3 separate regions of the Ovis aries genome follow, and all the other regions are linked to region 3. A link is a contact called in public Hi-C data. All regions are on one chromosome and are shown on one strand. Each heading gives the region's core, a stretch centred on a gene start, on an enhancer-like site or on the middle of the called end of the contact. The rest is flanking DNA. Distances are from core to core; before and after follow the strand shown.

Region 1 (2,700 bases), core at 163-2,662, 310 kb after region 3:
TCTAAATAAGTAAACAAACTTTTGAAATAAATTTCAGAATGATCTGTTTCAATTCCTCACAATGTGAGAAATTCAGCAAGAGATCCATGCTATCAACTAGAGCTTTGCCTTATACATAGATACAAAAGTGGCTTTCTCTGAAACTCACTTATCCACAGGTATTTCAATTCAGTTAAAAATACTACAGTAAAGAGAAAGTTTGGAAGCATATTTGAGTGCTAACTCTTAACCTATTTCTAGGATGAGTTACCAACAATTGGTGAGAAGTCTTATTTTAAAACGAGTTAGTTGCTCATTTCTCTTGGGCCATTTATTCCCTCTGCTCATCTCTAGGCTGGGAAACACGGAGAAGGAGCCAGGGCCCCTGAATAGAGAGCAGAGTTAGGACTCACTAGAGGAAAAGTCTGAAAGTCCCAGAGCTGGAGGTTCCTGCAGACCTGACCATCCAGAGAGAATGCGTGCTATTCCCAACACCTGGCAAAACTGTTCGAGGCCCTCCCAAGGCCAAGTTCTGAACATGACTTGTCACCCCAAACTGTCTTTGCTTCCCCCAGGAAATTCCAAGTGGTCCTTAAAGTTAACCAAAAAATTCTTCTGTCCAGCTGGTCTGTTGAGTTTTTTCCGGCTACACTGACTTCTGAGAGGAACTTTTCTCAAGTTAAGGGATGGCCAGTTTTTTTCTGATTTTCACTTAAAAAAAAAAAAACAACTTTAAGGGCACGTGTGTTAATATCTAACTTTGGGTACAAAATGAGATCTTTTAACATCCCTTTACAGACAGGTAGCTGTCAAGGTCTCCTTGCCATCCGCCAGTCCACCGTCTCCCTTCTTCGCAGCTTCCTCTAGCGGGGAGAGGGGCCCCCATTTGTAGAAAATGCTCTTTTAGTGACCTGTGACAAGGCAGTCACTGGGGCGACGGCAGGAGGCAGGAAAGACGGATAGGAGGCGAGGAGGGGTCGTAGCCCCCGGCAACCAGGAGCCCCTCTTCTAGGCGCGCCTGGCGAGACCCCGCGACCAGGAACAGAGCGGCCGGCACAGCCCACACCCTCAGACCGCCCGGCCTCCCACTCCATCCGGGGACGGGAGGTGCTGAGAGGAGGTCGGGAGCCCAGTCGGCTGGCCGGCCCAGGAGGAGGAGGGCGGGCCGCTGCGCCTCTCCGCAGGCCGCGCCGGCAAATATGCTGCCTCATCCCGGCGCCCTCCCGCCCGGCCGCCCCACTCACGATGCTCTCGGCCATGGTGGCCGCTCCCGTGTCCGGGCTCGAGCCCCGGGCTGCCGCCGCCTGCCGCCCCACGGGCCTCGCAGCCCCGACCCCGGCCTCAGCCCCGGCCCCGGCCTCCCGCCGCCGCCGCCACCGCCGCTCCAGCTTCGCCGCCCGGCCGCCACCGCCGCGACGTCCTGTGCCTCACCCGACGCGCTCCCCCGGCCGCGCGGCCGCGCAACCAGGTTCCGGCCCCGCAATCAGGTTCCGGCCCCACCAACGGCCTGCGCCTGCGCAGGGCGGCCCCGCGCTGGGCTCTGCGTGGAGGGGCGCCCCCAGCTGACCACGCGGTGGAGAGACGCTGCGCTGCAGCCCAGATGGACCCATCAGAGCGCATCTCATCCACCGACAGAGATCGGTGGGCTCGAATTGGGCGCCTTGCTGGTCACACGGAAATTCTGTTCTAAGTGTGTTAGGGAAGTCTGGGGAAGTGAGAGTGGAGGACGTATGCTCTGTGTAACATTGTAGGATTCTTCTAGAAACTGAATGGAGAATCGTGCAGGTGGAGAATCAGGGAGACCCTTGGGGAGACTGAGGCTTATTTAGTTCAGAGGGCAGAACACGGTGGCCATGAGGGGGCTGGAGGCGGGACAGACATTGGCAGAAGAGTTGATAGGGTTGCTCCTATCAAGGGGCAAGGTTTGTGGTTTTTATCCTGCTGACACGCATCCTGCTTTCTCACCCTGTCCTGCTCTTCTTGTACAGGATGGCCTCTTTTTGCTTCTCATACTGACTGTATCCCTTACACAGAAGGACAAAACTGTGTCCTGGTGGTGATGTCTCCTAGTGTGGTCACGTCCAAGCATTGACAGACATGCTATTCTACTCTACACCGCTTACCTTTTAATCTCCATTGTGTGACTGTGAAGGTATTACATTAATGTTTTAAAGTTATACTAGTAGTTATATTTCTGGGGCTGCCATGACAAAATACCACACACTGAGTGGCTTAAACTTATTTTCTCACAGTTCTGGAGGTCAGAAGTCGGAAATCAGGCTTGGTTTCTTCTGCGGCCACCCTCCTTGGCTTGCAGATGGCCGTCCTCGTCCTGTGTCTTCCCTCTGTATTAAGTGCATCCCTGGAGTCTCTCTTTGTCCCAGTTTGCTTTTCTTATAAGGACATTAGAGGAAGGCCCGCCTTAATGGCCTGATTTTTTAAGTTAATTACCTCTTTAAAGGCCTTACCTTCAAAGTCTCATTCTAAGGCCCTGGGGTTTGGACTTCAACATAGAAATTTGGAGGGGGACACAGTTAAGCCCATAACAGTGGTGGTAACTACGCTTTCATCCAAAGGCTACCCAATATTGGAACAGGGCTGCGATGGAGCCAGAGAGGTGACAACCATCTTCCGGAGGCCCTGCTTTGAAGCCTGATGCAGTAATTGATGATGCCGGACGTGTCCTCTCTGAGGAAGAGATGAGCCACAGTCTGGCTACAC
Region 2 (2,709 bases), core at 190-2,689, 260 kb after region 3:
CCCTCAGAGCTCCATGAGTGGCCAAGTGGGGTCCTGGAGCCAGGCGGTGATGCACAGCACAGCACTGGGAGGAAGCAGGGGGCTGCGGACGCCCCCTGGCTCTCAGCTGGGGGGGTGCAGGTGGACAAGTCCACCTCACCAATCTGGCCTCTGGGCCTGGGGTCCTCCCCTGGAGAGGGACGCTCAAACAGCTGCATCTTCCACTGGGTGGGGCCCAGCGCCAAGGTGATGAGTGCATCATCAAGGACGGTGAAGGCATGCAGCGAGGCATCCGGGAGCACACAGGACTCTGGGTCCACGTGGATCACAGGGACAGGGGGCTCACCGACCTGCCCATCGTCACTGTCCTGGTCGTCCCCGCCATCCTCCTTGTCTCGGCTCACAGACCTTGTAGAACCCAGGGAACTGTCGGTTACAGTGCTCACAGGCTCCCTGCAGGACAGCCTGCCACTGACATGACGGGTGTGGGGTCTGCACAGGGAGCGATCTCAGAGGCTGCCACCAGGGAGCAGCTGGCATGCCACAGTGCCTCCCACTTGCTCCAGGGAATGCTCTCCCCCACCCCGGTCACCCAGGGACACATGCATAACAGCATGCATCAAGGCTTCCAGAAATGGGGTTTGGACAGAAAATTCTCAACAATGCAGAACTGTCAGGCCCCTGAGTCCTCACCTGTGGTGAGTGCTCATTCTGAACCCAGTCCAGAGGTGACCAGACCATATAGGTCACCGGGGCAGTGTTTGAGGATGACAGGGAAGTACTACCACTCAGAAACAGTGACAAGCCCATCTAAGGGTATGTCAGCCTCAACCTGGGAGAGGGCAGTGTGGGCCCAACCCAAAGCAGTTCCCGCCAGCGACCAAGCCTCACCTGGTCGTCTGGTCCAAAGACAAGCAATAGATGCCGCTCTGGGCGCACAGGACATAGAGCACCTTGTGAAGGGCCAGGAGCTCCAGGTGCCACACCTGACCGGGAAACTTGTACACAGCCTGGACGACCGGGGAGAAGGACAGTGCTGGGTCAGGGGCGTGGGGGCTCAGGTGAAGCAGAGGACAAACTCCTCAAATGCGCCGGCCGCTCGAACATCCACGCCCGACCCTGGCCCCTCCAGGACCCCGGATCCCTCCCGCCCCAGCCCCCCATCCCCTAGGCCCCCAGTCCCAGCCCCTCCCCGGTGTGCCCGGTGCTCACGATCAGCAGCCGCCCTTCCCGGTCGTAGACATAGACCAGCTCTCTCCCAGTGGACAGGAAGATCTCCGCCCCGTGGCACAGCACGCGAGGCTTGCCCGCCGCCAGGCCCCCGAGCGGGCAGCAGAAGCCCGCCAGGTATTCGACCCGCGGCCTGGGGTCGGCCATCGTGGGATCGCCCTGGAGCCCGGCCACTGGCGGGGGCTCGGCCTCGCGGCGCGGGAGCCGGGGGGCGGGGCCCTGCGCTTTACGGCCGCCTAGGTCGTAGCGCGGCCTCCGCCGTACGGCGGGGCCGGGGGCGGGGCCGCTGAGCGCCGAGTTTCGGGGGCGTGTCAGCGGGAGCCGAGTCCTCACGCCGCCCGGATGAAGCTAGCGCACACAGAGCTGTATGGCAAAGGGCCAACGTGTTTAAAGCCAAACGCGGGAAGCACAAGGGCCTGGCCTCTCCACTCCTCGCCACTCGGGGGCTCCACTGGGCCCGCCCGAAGTCGAAGGGCCGGGCAGGCTCTCGAACCCGGGCTAGTACACGGGCTCCCCCAGGGCGGCGACCCCTCAGAGCACGTCTCTTCCGAGCGGACAGTCTCTTCCGCTCCTAAAGCGACTGTCTAGCGTTTGGGGGCTGGGCCTGTGAAGGGGGCGGGCAGCGCCAGGTCTTGACACTTTCGCAGCCGGGGTCTCTTCCCTCTGAGCTACTGAGCCACAGCCACGCCTACCCCGTCCCCGGGACACTGCCGCCTCTGAACCTAACATGGACAGACGGGTCTCTTGGATGTGTTGGTTTGACTGGACAGTGGGGAAAAGGGGTAAGCCAGAGGAATTCTGGGTTGAGGGCAGAAGACCATAAAGAAAATCACTGGTTAGGCCTTGGTAAGGGGGGCGGGTACAGCTCACCAGCAGTCATCCTGGTGGTCAGGGTGAAGACAGGGCAAGACACCTCTTCTCCCTAACTCTATCCTCCATGGCTTTGGGGAAGGGTCTGATCAGATGGCCCAAGAGTTCTCTGAATAGAGACCGAGATCAGAGTGACACTGAAAGATGCCTGCAGATAGGTCAGTTACACTCCTCTCAAGGCCAAACATCTATGAATGAAAGAGGCATCTGCGGTGGTGTGGCCAGACAGGCCAAGTTGAAGGGGCCCAGCAGCCAAGTGTTTTCTGGGCTTGAGTTAAGCTGACCTCACCAATGCTGATTTACCTACTGAAACAAGAAACCAGTGGCACAAGTTCTAATCCCCCTTGTTGAGGTTGGTGCTCAACCCCTAGGGCAGTGGAAAGCCACTGTGCTTCTGGGTTGGACCCAGCATGAGCGCACCATATGCAGTCTGTCCTTTGCCCTAAGACCAGCTCCCACTTGGCTTTTGGAATTAGAAGTGAGGACTCCTCTCAAGACACACGACTCTGAATTCCTCCTCTACCCCCCTCACCCTGCCCCCAAGTGCAACCTGTTCTTGGCTTGTGTTATGACCACCAATCTTTGTGGGTGACATGCCCATACCAATTTCTACTCTGATCCTCCCAGACT
Region 3 (2,736 bases), core at 151-2,650:
AGAGGGAAGCTGGAAAGGTCTGCAGGACCATAGCATGTTCGGCACATAGCGAAACCTCTGCTCAAAGAGAACTGACCTGTCTTTCAGCAGCATGAGGGTGAACCCGTCACCCCCCTCACCCCTGCCGCCTGCCTGTGGAAGCTCACAGTGCCAGAATTCACTGTTCATTCTGGCCTATTTCTGGTGACAGACTCCAGACCTTTTCTTGACCCTGGACTTTTGGACTGGTTCAGGCTCACTTCAGGAGCATTTTCTACAATTGGGAACCCAGACCTCCTACAACTTAGGAGAGTCTTTCTCAAGGACCTGAAGGCCACTCCTTGAAATGTAACCACCAGGAGGGACAGGGTCTGTCCCCCAGTTCCTACCGCACGATGGGATCTTAGCTTCTGTAACCACCAGTTATCAGCACAGCAGCCGTATCCCACCGAAACCGCCCAAACGCCTGCCATTTTTCACTTGAACTCCACCCTTCTGTCCTGTCCTGAAAACGCCCAGTCCTCTCCGCACAATTTGAACTGGAATTCAGGGCTTCCCCCACTGCCTGGACCACTTAATAAAAGGTTTTCTGCCGCTCTTCGAATCAGCGTCTGGTTATCTCGGCCAGAGTTCGGGGGATCACTGTTTCTTTTTCTGTAAAGCTACTTTAAGCTGGGTAAGAAAACAGAAAAACTTGGGATTTTGTTCAAGGGGGTCACTCTTCCCCGTGGACCTGACACAGGGATGGCCTGACTTGCCGCCCCCCAAGGCTGTGGGGTCCCCCAGCCTCGGGAGGGGCCGAAGGGTAGGATTTGAGATGAGGAGTGTTCTAGGATGTTGAAGCGGCCGGAAAACAGGGAAAGAGGCGAGAGGAGAGGTGGGAGGGGACGGAGGGGGACGAAGGGGACGCCAAGCCTGCCAGCATCCGGAGGGCACGGGGCGCGGGGATCCCGCGGGGGCAGTGCGCAGCCAGGGAGGCGGTCGGCCTGGGCTGGGGGTGAGGCCAGGAGGCGGCGCGTGGTGGGACCAGGGCCGCCAGCACTCACTCACCCGGTGCAGAAAGCTCAGGCGGTCCCGCAGCGGCGGCGTGGCCGCCATGGTGCCGGCCACCTTCCGGCCCCGCCCCGCTTCCGCCAGGCCCGGGCCCCCGCCAATCAGTGCGTGAGCCTGACCCCGCGGGCCAATTACCCGAGTGAGGAGGGCCTTGCGGCCGACTTCGGGAAACAGTTTGCGCGTGAACCAATACAAAGTCCAAGGACAGCGACCGACAACGAGCCAACTGCAGGGCTCTGGGAGACTGAGAGCGGTTCCGGAGAGGCTAAGGCGAGGGCTAAGCCTGACCAAGTGACAAAGCGCAAGAAAGATTGTGGGCGGAAGTGCCTGCCGGTTAAGCTGTTGGGCGCCGGAAGAGGCCGGACCTAAGATGGCGGCGCCCACAGGTGCCGGGAGGAGCCGCTCATGTCGGGGAACGGAGCTGTGTGGGGTCGCGTGCGAAGCCGCCTCCGCGCCTTTCCCGAGTGTCTAGCTGCCTGTGGGGCCGAGGTGCGGAGTCGTCAGGCGGGGCAGGAAGGGCCGCGCGAGGCGGGGTGCAGGTTGGCGGGGGGCGGCTAGTGGTGACCCGGGAGCGGCGGCGGCGGGGTCCGCCCGGGTAATGAGCGGGCGCGGGGACCGTGGCGACCCTCGCCCATCTCCGTCCGCCCCCAGGCCGCGGCCTACGGCAGGTGCGTGCAGGCGTCCACGGCCCCGGGCGGCTGCTTGAAGAAGGATCTGTGCGCGCAGGAGTTCGAGGCTTTGCGGAGCTGCTTCGCTGCTGCGGTAAGTGAACGCCAGCCTCGCCCGGGGGTGGGACCCTAGGGGGCGGGGACCCACGTTACCTGTTTGGGAAACGGGCTTCCTTTTCTTCTGGGTTCGATGTTGGGCTCCAACAGGTGCTTCACGGGGGCACAGCCCCACACCAGCCGGCGCGACCCCCGCCGCCACGGAGGCTGCCTGTAATGAGGCTAGCACAAGGTTTTGAGCTGGTGCCCAAGATGTCAAGGTCCTGGGTTCCCTCGACTCGGTGGGTCTGGGGTGGGCCACGATGCCCACAGTCAGTTCTGTTCACCAGAGCTGCTTGTGCTGAGTACTGGACCTGGCAGGGGACAGTTGGGTCAGCTCACTAGAATTTAGGGAATCCAAGGAATCTCTATGATCCAGGATGGAGAATGCATGGGCCATACTTCATTTCCCAGAGGGCTCAAAGAACCCCTTGCACCTTCCTAGCAATCATTGTGGCTGGGATATGCGGCTCGCCCTTGTCACCAATCTCCAATATGACATGTTTCATCCAAGATGCACGTGTCGCTTGGACTTGCTTCCTGGCTCTTGGCAGCTTCCTTGCTTTACTCAGAGCACTCCCTCCGGGAAGTACAAACCTTCATCCTGTGGTCAGTGGTTGGAAGGATTCACATGTAAAATAAAGATCACACACTCCTGGCCAAACCAGGCTTTTCCCTACCGCCTGTGGTTATTAGTCAGGATCACAGGTATCCTGTGAATCCTCTCTGGAAGGAATCCTCTCTGATTCCTTACGCTTCTTTGCCCCTGTCATGTTGTCTTGCCCCCGGGAGCGTGTGGCTGCCTCTCCTGCTGTTTTCCATTGAGGGCAACCTAACCACAGGCCCCAGGCACTGGAAGTTCAGAACAGGGAACCTGGGGGTTTCTCATTTAAAGACACAAGCCATTTTGTCTACTCTGCCTGCACCCTGAGGCTCTGTG

The links. Hi-C and Micro-C count contacts between places; a contact is called where the count stands out from the background.
Region 1: a Hi-C map of hypothalamus shows a contact between it and region 3, with 4 times the contacts expected there. The contact joins the promoter of NPLOC4 here to the promoter of NDUFAF8 in region 3. A contact is called at or near these places in 3 of 16 Hi-C or Micro-C datasets (hypothalamus, muscle and tail adipose tissue).
Region 2: a Hi-C map of liver shows a contact between it and region 3, with 3 times the contacts expected there. The contact joins the promoter of FAAP100 here to the promoter of NDUFAF8 in region 3. A contact is called at or near these places in 5 of 16 Hi-C or Micro-C datasets (blood, hypothalamus, liver and 1 more).

Annotation. Positions count from the first base shown.
Region 1 is chr11:50,663,958-50,666,657 of ARS-UI_Ramb_v3.0, reverse strand. It overlaps NPLOC4 (NPL4 homolog, ubiquitin recognition factor), which reads right to left and starts at 1,412. Exons shown (of 17, transcript XM_015098918.3): 1 at 1,224-1,412. The coding sequence starts at 1,238.
Region 2 is chr11:50,719,767-50,722,475 of ARS-UI_Ramb_v3.0, reverse strand. It overlaps FAAP100 (FA core complex associated protein 100), which reads right to left and starts at 1,439. Exons shown (of 10, transcript XM_027974269.2): 1 at 1,192-1,439; 2 at 871-989; 3 at 1-387. The coding sequence starts at 1,356.
Region 3 is chr11:50,976,495-50,979,230 of ARS-UI_Ramb_v3.0, reverse strand. NDUFAF8 (NADH:ubiquinone oxidoreductase complex assembly factor 8) reads left to right here and starts at 1,400. Exons shown (of 4, transcript XM_042256761.1): 1 at 1,400-1,521; 2 at 1,684-1,794; 3 at 1,908-2,038. The coding sequence starts at 1,438. It overlaps TEPSIN (TEPSIN adaptor related protein complex 4 accessory protein), which reads right to left and starts at 1,105. Exons shown (of 13, transcript XM_060394962.1): 1 at 1,030-1,105. The coding sequence starts at 1,077.